Linked DNA regions of Mus musculus: all the other regions are linked to region 2. The links are chromatin contacts, called in public Hi-C maps. All regions are on one chromosome and are shown on one strand. Each heading gives the region's core, a stretch centred on a gene start, on an enhancer-like site or on the middle of the called end of the contact. The rest is flanking DNA. Distances are from core to core; before and after follow the strand shown.

Region 1 (3,964 bases), core at 1,234-3,733, 120 kb before region 2:
GACCTCTCAGGATTATTGGAAGGATCAAATGAGATAATGCACGTGAAAGCACTTTGTAAATTGCAGAGCACTATACAAATGCAAATCACTCCCAGCTTTGGTGGAAATTATTATTCAAATTATTATTATTATTTTCACGGTAAAGGAGGAGAGGAGGGAGAGGCCAGAGCACCCCAGCGTAGGGTGCAGGAAGCTCAGGCTGCAGCCTGGGCAGCGGTGGTGTTCTGCAGGCTACCAGAACGCATCTCCCTCTGCAGGCTGCTGGGTTAGGCAGCCCAACTGCAGCTGCTTTAGGGTCGGACACACTAGTTGCCATTGGAATTCTGCCCAGTGCTGGGGATGGCACACTGTCCCCTGAACAAAATAGATTAAATGCTGGGCTGTAAATGAAAAGGTTTTTTTTTTTTTTTGAATTGTCTGGTTTATTTTTTATTTTTATTAAGTTATGAAAAGCAGCATGTTAGGAATGGAATTGTAAAAGAGGGGAAAAATGGAGGGTGGGAGGGAGGGAAGGAGAGATGGGGAAGAAAGAGAGTAAAGGGAGGGAAGAGAAAGGAGAGAGAGAGAGAGAGAGAGAGAGAGAGAGAGAGAGAGAGAGAGCAGAGCCAGCACCAGAGGCTAGCAGACCCCTCCTGCAATCACTTTCCCTGTGCCATTATCCTGCCTCTTCAACCCCTAGCCTGCAAGAGGGAGCAGGAACTGGCTGGGCAGCCAGGAGACACTAGCAAAGGCGTGATTGATAATTGGCGACTGTAATTCTATAATTCATCTCTGCATCGCAGTGAAATTAAAAGAGTTTAGGTTCCTAAGCATAATGATCATCAATTAAACGCCGGGGAGATTTAGTGTCTTCATTTGAATTTTGTTTTATTTATTTAAATGTCTCTTATGCTGGGGGTTGGGGGAGGGCAGCACAGAGTGGGGGCAGCTGAGTGAAGGCTAGCCCCCAGGCAGCTTGGAGCAGCCAGGTTGCATGGGCTGCCCCTGGGGGCAGCGCAGGGCAGAGGGCTTTTTGAGACAGGGGATCCATCATCTCAGGCCTAATCAGTTAATACTGATAAACTGCCAGCAATAACTGCCAATTGCACCGAAGTTCATTCTTTCAGGGAGTGCCCTGCCACATCGGGGAAGCGCTCCTGTCTCCAGGAGGGAGAGGATGCATTTGGTGGAGGCAAAGCCATTTCTTCTCTGAGAAGGGCTTGAGAGCAGCCCAGCCTGGTGGGCAGCCTGATGAATCTGGCCTGTGCCTGGTGTTTGAGCTCAGGTTTGGATACAGAGGTAAGGTGTACTTCGATGTGACTGTGGTTCGGTGGGGAGTGCCCATTTCTCAGCCCCAATTTGCATACATATCAAAACAAAGCTTCAGAAACAGAGCCACTCACTGCCTCCCTAGCTGTGTGACTCAGTTTCCTCCCTGGGAGAGAGGGGATTGTACTAGATGGTCCGGAGTGGCCCTTTGGCTTGATTTTAGCTGTCCCTGGCCACTGGCCCGTAGACAGGATGCCTCGCCCATCTTCTGCCCTCTTTATCCACCCCAGTTATAGCCTGGGTACCCTGGCTGCCATCTCTGCCTCTCGGACCCCCTTGACCCTCCCCACATGGCTACCCACTTTGCTGGGTTGGTTATTGCTACAGTTTCCCAGCATTCTCTGATTCTGACTTCTCACTTGCAATCAAGAAACTAAAAATAGAGAGTAAAGGAAGCTCTCCGAGGGGGGTTCCTGGGGGTGGGAAAGTGCTCTAGTTCCCCAGGGGAATGAGACCTCATCACCATCAGAGTACGGGAGGGGGGTTGCGGGGGGGGGGGAATCTAACCCAGACCAGTGACAGAGTTGGAGGCCAGGGGACAGAGGCTTCCTGATCAGCAAGAACAAGGACCAGGCTTGAGAGACAGTGTGTGAATGCTGGAGATAGGCAGGATTAAGCAGCAGCCTCTGGGTCTTTGTGCAGGAATCCCATTGTATCCCCAGCACAAGAGACCCTTTCCCTGAGCCAAGTGAGGGGCTGAAATCTTGGGACCAAGGTCCACCCCCATAGCCTGGGCAGAGGGGCTTTGTGTTCTAATTCATCCGCCAGGAGAGGGCACCCTGTTCTAATTTTCACAAAAGTGTGCTCCATGCTCGGGGAAGCATCCTGGAGAACGTTCTCAGAGTTATCCTATTGTGCTGGTAGACAAGCAGGACCCACGTGCCCTGATCAGGGATCTCTCCTTCAGAGCCTTGGATTTTAAAGGAGTGGGCATGGTGTGATCAGGTGGGGTGACTTGGAAGCAGTGAAGCTGTGTCGGGGCGGAGACCTGGCTTCTCAGACTTGCAGGCTTTGGGGGCTAGGATGAGGAGTTTGGCCCACTGGCATGAGCAGAGAAGGGTGCTGTGGGATCTCAGACACACAATTTCAAAACCCAGTCCACCTCCCTGTCCTGGGAAGAGCACCCTGGAGATCTGAGGAATGTGCGAGTCTACAGCCATCCTACCCTAGACGTGCCTGGCCTTGTCTGAAAAGCGAGTGAACTCCTGCAAGTAACTGCTGGTTTGGGGATACACCTGACTGTGGAGTCTGGACCCCTGGCTGCAGTTCTGGATATACTATGTCCATGGGCTCACTGCTGCTTTTTCCTCTGACCCTCAGTTGCCTTCTCCTGTCCAATCGTAGGATAATTGCCCACATGCTCTTGAGCAGGCTGCATGGGGGTTAGAACTTTCATCTCTTCTGCACAGACAGAGGCAGTGCCTGGACCTTATCTTCTGAGGAACAGTGCAAAGGGATGTTATCACCACCCTTGCTTGGCACTGCCTTAGAAGCAGCATGCTTAGCTGGGACTGTCATCAGGACCCATGATGCTTTTCCTCCTGGGGAAGAAATGGCTGGCACTGGAACCCCAGGATATGCCAGTGTTTGTACCAGAGATCCAAATCAAGATAATGTCTTTCCATCTCCTCTCCATCTTTTGAACTCTTCCCAGTTCCTTTACCAAGCACATTTCTATCACGGGACTTGGCCCTCAAACACGTGGTGACATCAGCAGGGAGAGAGGGCAGGGTGGAGCTGAACCCTGCCACTTGTGGTGCCCCGCCCCATCCCTCCCCCCACTAGCTTTTCTTAACCTTGTCCACGAGGCTGACTAACTTCTTGTACTTAGCATAAGTGCTTTTCTCTCTCTCCACTTTGGGAAGATTGAAGGCCTTCTAGAGAATGGGGGGCAAGATGAGGGTGACCCCAGGTTTCCAAACACGCTTACCTCATGTCCTTGTCTTTTTCCATCCTGAGCAGGCCATCCATTCAGGACTGCTCTGAGGTCAAAGGCTGTTCTGTACTCCCCAAGATTGTCTTGGACTCTTTGGACAGCTCTGTCCCTGTATTTGAGATGAGTTTAGAGGAGACAGGACTCTATAATTTTCTGTGTGGGATCCACAAAAGCTACAAGCCCAAGTGGGCAGGCAGCCCAACAAAGGCTTTTAAAAATTACCATGTGCTGTCCTTTCCTCTGATTACAAAAGCAATACATATTCATGGTAAAAATTTTGGGAAATACAGAAAAGCACAAAGGAAAAAAATCATTCATATTCTATGTTCCAGAAGCAACCATTATTAACATTTGAGGTATTCACCTTGTCCTTCCCTTTCTCGTGGTCTCTGCATCTCTGTCCTTTAACAGAAGCTTCATGCAGCAACACTGTTGTGTCACCTGCTTGGTGATAGTGTACCAGGAGCATTTCCACATATAGTAAAAGCCATTTGATGAGTGTGGCCAGGTGTTTGGTCAGGGAAATGGCATGGGGTGCGGATGAGGGTAGGGGTGGTGGAGGCCATGACAGCAGGACTGTCAAAGGAGGTCTCAGTGCTGATAGATCTGGCTCCTTGGCTTCCAGACCATCAAATCCATCAGCTGAAAGAACAGCCCTTGAGGTAGACAGCAGGAAACCCCGTGACCTGAGAAAGGTAGACAGTTGAGCTAGCCATAGCA
Region 2 (4,145 bases), core at 665-3,164:
AGTCTCAGAGAAGGAAGGTTACTTGTTGTCTTTGGGTTTTACTGCTGTGAACAGACACCATGACCAAGGGAACTCTTATAAGGACAACATTTAATTGGGGTTGGCTTGCAGGTTCAGAGATCCAGTCCATTATCATTAAGGTGGGAACAGAGCAGCATCCAGGCAGGCATGGTGCAAGAGGAACTGAGAGTTCTACATCTTCATCTGAAGGCGGCTAGGAGAAGACTGGCTCCCACGTGGTTAGGAGGAGGGTCTCATTGCCCAGCCCCACAGTGATACACTTCTTCCAACAAGGCCACACCTACTCCAATAGGGTCATACCTCCAAATAGCGCCACTCCTGGGCCAAGCATATTCAAACCACCACACTTGCAGAGGTCAGAAAGTTGGTACAAGCCTTCCTTAAGCTTCAGTTCCCTTTCTAGAGTTGCTAGTGTTTGGAGCACATGTGGGGCTCTGAAGCTCCTGGGTCACCCAGAGTCTTGTTCTAGCTCTCTGCCTTCATTGGACCCCAAGCCCAGGTGGAGCCTGGCCTAGCTATCAGCATAGGAGTCGTTCTTCCAGACTGTCTTCCGCTCTGCCTTCCTGCTTGTGGGAAGTACTCTGAAGAAGGAGATGAGACCTATGGGAGCTATTACTCCCCTCCCTGACTGTCCTGAATCTACTGGTAAAAGCCAGAGGGTCATAGTTGTAGAAAATTGGTGTCTTTACTCAGGCCAGCCTGGGACACCTTTGTCATTTCTTCCTGAGGTAGAGGACTGTTCTTCTAGGGATGTAGCTTGTACCTGCCTTCAGGGACGTTCGGGTCTCTCCCTGTGCCTCCACTCTTATATTTTTGGTCGTAAGCCTAGCTTTTAACAGCTGAGCCATCTCTCCAGCCCATGTGTCTCCACTCTTACACAGTGTCACAACCCAGCAGAATTTTAGTAAAGAGAGCAGAATAGGAAAATGACACAATTGTACCCAGAAGAAGCCTCAGTCGGTCACCTGGGGTCAGCCCCCCAAACCAAGGTGAGCCCTCTAAACTAAGATGAGCCCCCAGACCAAGGGGAGCCTCCTCAAATAAAATTAGTTTTACTCAGATGAAAATGAGAGCATTGTTGGGCACCCCTTCCCCCATGACAGATAATTAGGAGTCTTAATTAAATTGAACTTTGTCTAAAAGTAAAATTGGTTCCCTGGTGTTATGCAGGAAGTACGAACGGTGTCTTGTGGCGTGGAAAATGACAAGGAGAGGTCAACACGAAACTCAACGTTTGCATGGGTCACAGTGTCAAATGAGCCAGTTATATGTGGCCTATCAGGTCATTTCTGGGTCTAGACCAAACCCATGTGCACGTGTCTGCTGCAGGCCAGGGCACTGAGAGGAGAGGCAGAGTCTAGGTCCATCCACCTGCCCCTCAGTCATATTTGGTACTTGTGCCATGAAAGCAGCTGGCTTCCTGGCACCTGCTGCCTGGCAGATGGGCCCTGACCTTTGTAGCAACTAGCGGTGCGTTAGGTAAACAAGACCCCCTGCCCCTTTCACTTTCCTTCTCCTGCTGCCAGTGAGCTCTGTTTTTGACAGGCTTGGGCCCAGGAGACTGGTGAGTTGATAGTGGGGGCAGGAGAGCTGGCACCTGCTGAACTGGGGGTGGGAGGCAGATGGAGATTGAAAATATGGCCTTTCACCCCAGCCAGATTTGGTCTGTCCACAGGAACCAGAGAGTCCCTCCACAGCCAGCCAAGAAACTCTGAGGATGTTATGGGGTGGCTGAGGCTGGCAGGAGAGAAGCAAGCTGAGGTAGATCGGGTCTGCAGCCACATGCCTGATCTTGCCACTGTGAGAAATTGGAGCAGATGCTCTGTTGGGAGGATCCAGGGGCATGCAGCCGGGCCAGGTCTACTCCCCCGTTTAGCCTGATGGATGGCTCCTTTGCTGCTAATGTGGTTAGGGCCGGCAGTGGCCTGGAGAGTTACGTGTGCTGAGACTGGCCAATACAGGGTTTGCTGTAATCACATTTGCCTGTGCACAGAAGACAGGGTGCACAGTACCCACCCAGAAGCCCAGAGGACATTAGTTAAAGTCATTTAGAAATATATATATATATATATATATATATATATATATATATATATATATATATATATAAATTTGTGGTTATAGCTTTTTTTACCTTATTATTATGATTATTTTAAACAATCAGTTTACTGCCCAGGGCATACACAAAAAGGATAGATCTGAGGCTGCATTATGGAAGAATGCCCAGGCACCTTGGATTTAGAGGTGTGGTGATATGGGAGGTGGTGTGGGAGGCGACCCACTCTGCAGGTGGAGCAAATACTCCATGCTGTGCTGCCTGGTGGAGAATACTGAGCCCGCTTCATTTCACGGGCCTCACTGGGCACTGTTTTTAAGCAAGAATTTGGGGGCCAAGGATGTAGGTCACTTGGTAGAGCTACATTTACCTGCATGCACAAAGCCCAGGAGTTCCTTGAGGTCCTTGATTCAATCCCTAGCACTGTGTAAATCAGGTGTAGTGATGCTTGTGAGTAATCCCAGGACTCAGGAGGTGGAGACAGAAGATCAGGAGTTCAGAATCATCTTTGGCTATGGAGCAAGTTCGAGACCAGCCTTTGCTAGTTAAAAAAAACCAAACAAATAAACAAACAAAGCAAAAACACTCCAAAACTTGTGACCTGGAGCAGGGCTCCCAGATGCTTAACACCGGTTTCTCTTACAGTCACACTCTAAATTACCAGTGTTAGTTATAGGGCGCAGACCTTTACTTTCATATCATTATTAACGAAAGCCAAAGCTTTATTCATATTTCCTTGGTTTTACCTACTGTCCATTTTCTGTTTAGAATCCCTTGTGGGATAGCACACATGCCAGAAAGTTCCATAAACCTCAAAACACAATCATTTGAAACACTAAATAAAAGGACTGTTAGAATATTTGTGGCTATGTGGCCGTTGCAGCCGTCACGCTCGGCCCCTGCCCTGGCCCCTGGCAACCACTAATCTATTCTGTCTCTATGGATTTGCTTCTTCTGGACATTTCATATAAATGGAATTGTACAAGATCTGGCCTCTTGTGTCTAGCTGGGCTGGCCATTCTTCTACATGCTTTAATAACTTTGATTCCCCTCCTCAGAAGAGAGGATTCTACAGAAAACATGCACAAGACAGAAAGAACCGTGGTGTTCTGAGTCTCTTTTGTTGTTTCTGTTTGTGTTTTGGGGGCGGGATCTCACAAGGAGGCACAGGCTGGCCTGGGACTGGCTATGTGATGGCTATACTTGGTTGTCAACTTCCTAACTCTGGAATTACCTGAGAGTCGAGTTTTTTTAGTGCATCAGTAGCTCTTAGTGCTACTGCCCAAGTGCTGAGATGACAGGTGTGTACCATCACACCCAGTTCCTGTAGGTCTGGGGGTTGAACATGGGTTATCTGTGAAGGATTTTTCTTGCTTGGAACATTTGGGGTAGGAAGACTCACCTTAAATCTGGGCCACATCTTCCGGTATCAGCCTAGAAGAAGGAAGGACATAGGAGGAGGAAGCCTCTCTCCTTTATCTGCTTGCCTTTACTCTCGCTGCCAAGCCCATTCCTTCACCGGTATTAGAGCTTATTTCTTTTCAATTTTCAGTCATGTACTGAAGACCAGCTGAGATGTCCAGCCTTGTAGACTGAACAACTATTGAATTCTTGGACTTCTGTTGGGAGAGAGCAATTGTTGGAATAGTCACACCATAGTCTAATAAATCCCATAAATATAGACATTCTATCGGTTGTCTTCCTCTAGAGAATCCTGACTAATACACTAGTAGGCTTGCCTCAAACTCACAGAGATCCTTCTGCCTCTGCTTCCCAAAATACTGGGATGGCAGGCATGTGCCACCTGCCCAATTCAACATTGGAATGCTGGACCAAATCTAGTTGTTCAGACTCTAAGACTGAGTATTTCTGTCACCGGCCTTGCCAAACATTCCTGCATCCAACATTCATCTACTGTTCTCTAGGGTGGGTTCGCTGAGGTTTTGGTTCAACCCCCAGCACCGTATAAATCAGGGGTAGTGGTTCATGTGTGTAATCTCAGCACCCGTTAGGTGGAGGCAAGAGGATCAGGGGATGCAGAAGAGAATCATCCTAACGCTTCTCAGCT
Region 3 (3,588 bases), core at 537-3,036, 99 kb after region 2:
AGTTTCCCCAGGAAATGAGCACACTGGCCTCCTTCCTAAATGTCTCTCTGCAGTTCATGAGTGAATCCCAGGTTCCAGATGGGAGTACATCCCCTGGATCTGGAGTGACCCAATGTGGGAGCCCCGAATGGATGTTTGGTCCTCTACAAGACCGGCAAGCATTCTTAATTGCTGAGCCATTTCTCCATCCCCCTAAATTGTGATTTTCTAAGCTGTGCTCAGGTACAAACTTTGTCATTCCTAGATCACCACACCCACTGACATGCTGAGACCAGAGTAGAAGATTCTGTACCCACCCCAGAGTTCTCTGCACCTCTGTCTCTCTGTCCCTGTTTCAATCTCCATCTTGTACCAAGGGTCCCGAGAAGGCCACGAAGCTCACTCAGGCATGGGGAGGCCCTGCCTCTACACCTTCGACTTGGGGCATCTTCTAAGGAATCTCTGATGTTGCCATCCCAGTCAGCAGGGGCAGAGAGGGAGCTTGGGGCTTTATTAACTAATCTGTGGTACTTGAGTAATTTATTACATTTAAGCTGGTGCTATCAAGTCTCAGCAGTGCCTGCATGCACTGGGAAATAAATTAAAGGCTGTCCAGAGATGCTTGGATCATCTGTGTGATTGCTGGGTTCATGGGATGAAGGTTTAAGGCTCTCTCTCTTCTTGAAGATTGGAAATTAGGCATTAATAAAACAGCAGACCAAAGAACTGTCATGGAGATAGCTGTGTGGTGATGGCAGTGATGGTGGTGGCAATGGTAGTGTTGATGTAAGTGTTGGCGGTAGTGGCAGCGGCGGTGATGATGGTAGTGGTGGCATGCAATAGTGACAGTGATGGTGGTGGCCTGCAATGGTGGGGAAGGTGGCCTACAATGATGATGATGGTGGTGGTGGTGGCCTGCAATGGTGGTGGCTTGGCTTCAGCGTAAGGGCTGGGCAAGAAGAGGCTGCTGGTCTAGGAGTGGGGAACCCCCAGCTCTTGTTTTTGTGTAATGGCAATCCAGGGGTTTCTGGAGAAGAATGGGAGACTTTGACGAATGCCTGTAGGTGGTGATGGTTTTCTGCTTCCTGCAAAGGGTTAAATGTCATGGACGGACACAGGCTGATTTCTCCACTAGGCACAGTTGGCAGTAAACATCGTTTCAACTTCTGTTAAGGCCCGAGGAAAAGAAACTTTTAAGCTGAGAGAAATATTCTAATATATCTCAATCTTTATGTCAAATCAGTAATAAAATATAATTTTTAGATGAATGTGTGTGTGTGTGTGTGTGTGTGTGTGAAAGGAACAGGAAGACACAAGTACTTGGGATATATGGGGCCACCTCCATTGGATGGGATTATTCTAACATGTCCCATCTACCCATGGATTCTCCTTGGCCTGCCTTGGCTGTAACACTTAGGCTTGGAATAGCCTCTTACTCATCTGCCCATGTGTCTGCCGAGGGGCCCTGTGTCCAAGGAAGGAGGCAATTGTTCCGCTGATGGGTAGCAGGGACCTAGGATTGGAATCCAGCCTCTCTCTGTCACTTCCTCACTCATGTCCAGGGACGAGCCAACCAGGAGGCACCAAATACCTGCTCCAAACAGGCCTCAGCCTTTTGAACTCCTCTCGTCCCTACCTTCTGCTCATCTGTACTGACAAAACTTTCAGAAGGACTGGGGCAGGGATCTGTCTTTTCTTGTGGAGGTACTGCTATCAGGAGCGGGTGGATGGACGCCTGTGCTATGGAACCCCAGACACTGGACAGAACCACCCTGAGAAACCCCGGCTTGCAGTTGGATGGCCTTTCCACCAGGTGGCAGGCTTGCTCTACATAGATGTATTGCTTGGAGTACTTACCTGGCAATGGCCAGAGGGGTCTGAGGGTGCCAAATCAGCCTGAGGTCCCGGGCTTGTTCAGCGGCATGTGTGTGGCTTCAGAGGCAGGGACCAGACCTCTCAAACTGTTACTGGACTCCTGCTGGATTCTGTTTCTGGGGGACCTTGTTCTCAAAGTGCCTAGAGGCAGATGGCAGATGTTTGAACAGAGCGCCCCCTGGAGCAAGGAGTGCTGATTTGACCAGAATAGGATCTGGTATCCTTGGTGACTTTCTCTGCACTTTGCTTCTGCAGGTAGCTCCTAGCTGCTGGTTTTGGCTTAGGGCATGGAGCATGCATGTATATTTTGGTGGTTCATTCCTTCCTACTCACTAACCAGACTTCCACAAAGTATCCACCTAGAGCAGCTAGCCTGAGCGCCAGCCACCTTACCTACCCTTTTAGGGGCATGTAAACAATATCCTTCCTCCAGCACCCTGGGATCTCTCTGAGGGACCCCTAGAAACAACAGAACACTGGTTAGCTAGGACTATCTCTGCATCAAGAGATCCAAGTCCTGGTCAATTGCTCACAATAGAGATAAGGCCAAGTAGCTGCAGGAGTAGGGGAGACCTGTAAGCTCTGGCCTGGATCACTGGGAAGTGAAGAGGAGGCACCAGGTCCTTTAGGGAGGTGGAGGCATACTGCACTGGCCTCTTTGTCTCCAGCAGCTCCAGAGGCCTCCATTCCTGAGCCAGTGTTCAGAGTCCCCTGCCCCATTGCCAGCTAAGCCTGCACTGTCTCAGGACTGGTGACTCAGCAGCATTTTCTGCTCTTCTCAACCAAGGGGCCAGGGAGGCCATCTTCCCAAGCTCTGCCACTCCCCAGCCTGGACTGTCTACCAGCCTCACCCCCATCCCATTCTCCCTTCTCCCACTGGTGCCTCATTTCTTCATTCATGGGCAGCCTCCCTCTGAGATTAGGAGAGTTTCACCAGCCTGGTTGGGAGTCATAATAGGGCGTGGTGCTTCTGTTGTTTTTGGGAATCTGAACTACAGCTTGCAGAGACAGGAGAAGGGAAGCAGAGAGAAGAGAAAGAAGGGTTAGGAGGGAGAGTAGGAAAGCAGAGAAGAAAGAGTATAGAGAGGGGAAGGAGAGGAAGGCAGGAGAGGTGGCTACTGGGGGACAAGGTGGTTGAGATGTGAATCAAAATATGTCTTTCCTACCCAGATGGAAGACATGGGAGAGATAGGTCTGGGGAAGCCACTGTGTGTGCTGGTGTTGGGTAGACAGCATAGTGGGGTTGGAAGGAGAAAACAAATAGAATGAAAGTGATCCTCCCTAAAAAGGGGGGAAGGAAAAGAGAGGTGGGGTGAATTGCAAACTGAAGACAGAGAAGAGAAGGATGCGGAAGTGAGGACCTCTGAATCACAGGAAGGGATGGCCACCCAAACCAGAACCCTCAGCATGGGGGTGAACCTAACACACAGGAACATACAGGCAAGGGTGCACGGCAGTCTGAGGTGTGTGTCAGGGGCATCCTGAGCTGCTCTGCCCTCTGATGGGGTCCCTTGTCTTGCCCGGGCTCCTGAAAAGGGGTGGTCTCTGCAGGACTGGCTTTCCTGTGCCTGTCTACTGCCCAGTCCAGGAAACTTCCACTCGTGATTAGACGAGGAGAGGCCAAAATCTTCATTCCTCACACTTGTCACCCCAAATTGGATCTAACCGCCTCTCTCCCTGCCTCTCTCCCTCCTAGTTTCCTTAGTAACTGACAGTTCCCCAGTGAATGCCAGA

What was found. Hi-C and Micro-C count contacts between places; a contact is called where the count stands out from the background.
Region 1: a Hi-C map of the N1E-115 cell line shows a contact between it and region 2, with 3 times the contacts expected there. The contact joins two enhancer-like sites. A contact is called at or near these places in 6 of 39 promoter capture datasets (cranial neural crest, embryonic stem cells, frontonasal cranial neural crest and 3 more), 2 of 484 Hi-C or Micro-C datasets (the N1E-115 cell line and cortical neurons) and 1 of 115 datasets of contacts at active chromatin or transcription factors (embryonic stem cells).
Region 3: a contact with region 2 is called in a Hi-C map of the N1E-115 cell line, with 4 times the contacts expected there. The contact joins two enhancer-like sites. A contact is called at or near these places in 10 of 484 Hi-C or Micro-C datasets (the N1E-115 cell line, cerebral cortex, cortical neurons and 3 more).

Annotation. Positions count from the first base shown.
Region 1 is chr9:46,509,413-46,513,376 of GRCm38.p6, forward strand. All of the region lies in intron 1 of Gm31432 (a long non-coding RNA gene), which reads left to right. Among named protein-coding and RNA genes, the nearest start is that of Gm22659, 52 kb to the right of the region's middle. Within about 2 kb of position 2,484, at least 15 of the 459 cell types and tissues checked have an H3K27ac peak or open chromatin away from gene starts, as enhancers often do. A contact at or near this core is called in the N1E-115 cell line, where this site is marked.
Region 2 is chr9:46,634,962-46,639,106 of GRCm38.p6, forward strand. The region is part of intron 3 of Gm31557 (a long non-coding RNA gene); the gene reads left to right. Among named protein-coding and RNA genes, the nearest start is that of Gm22805, 6.8 kb to the left of the region's middle. Within about 2 kb of position 1,915, at least 7 of the 459 cell types and tissues checked have an H3K27ac peak or open chromatin away from gene starts, as enhancers often do. A contact at or near this core is called in the N1E-115 cell line, where this site is marked.
Region 3 is chr9:46,733,950-46,737,537 of GRCm38.p6, forward strand. No RefSeq gene overlaps it. Among named protein-coding and RNA genes, the nearest start is that of Gm31614, 95 kb to the right of the region's middle. Within about 2 kb of position 1,787, at least 27 of the 459 cell types and tissues checked have an H3K27ac peak or open chromatin away from gene starts, as enhancers often do. A contact at or near this core is called in the N1E-115 cell line, where this site is marked.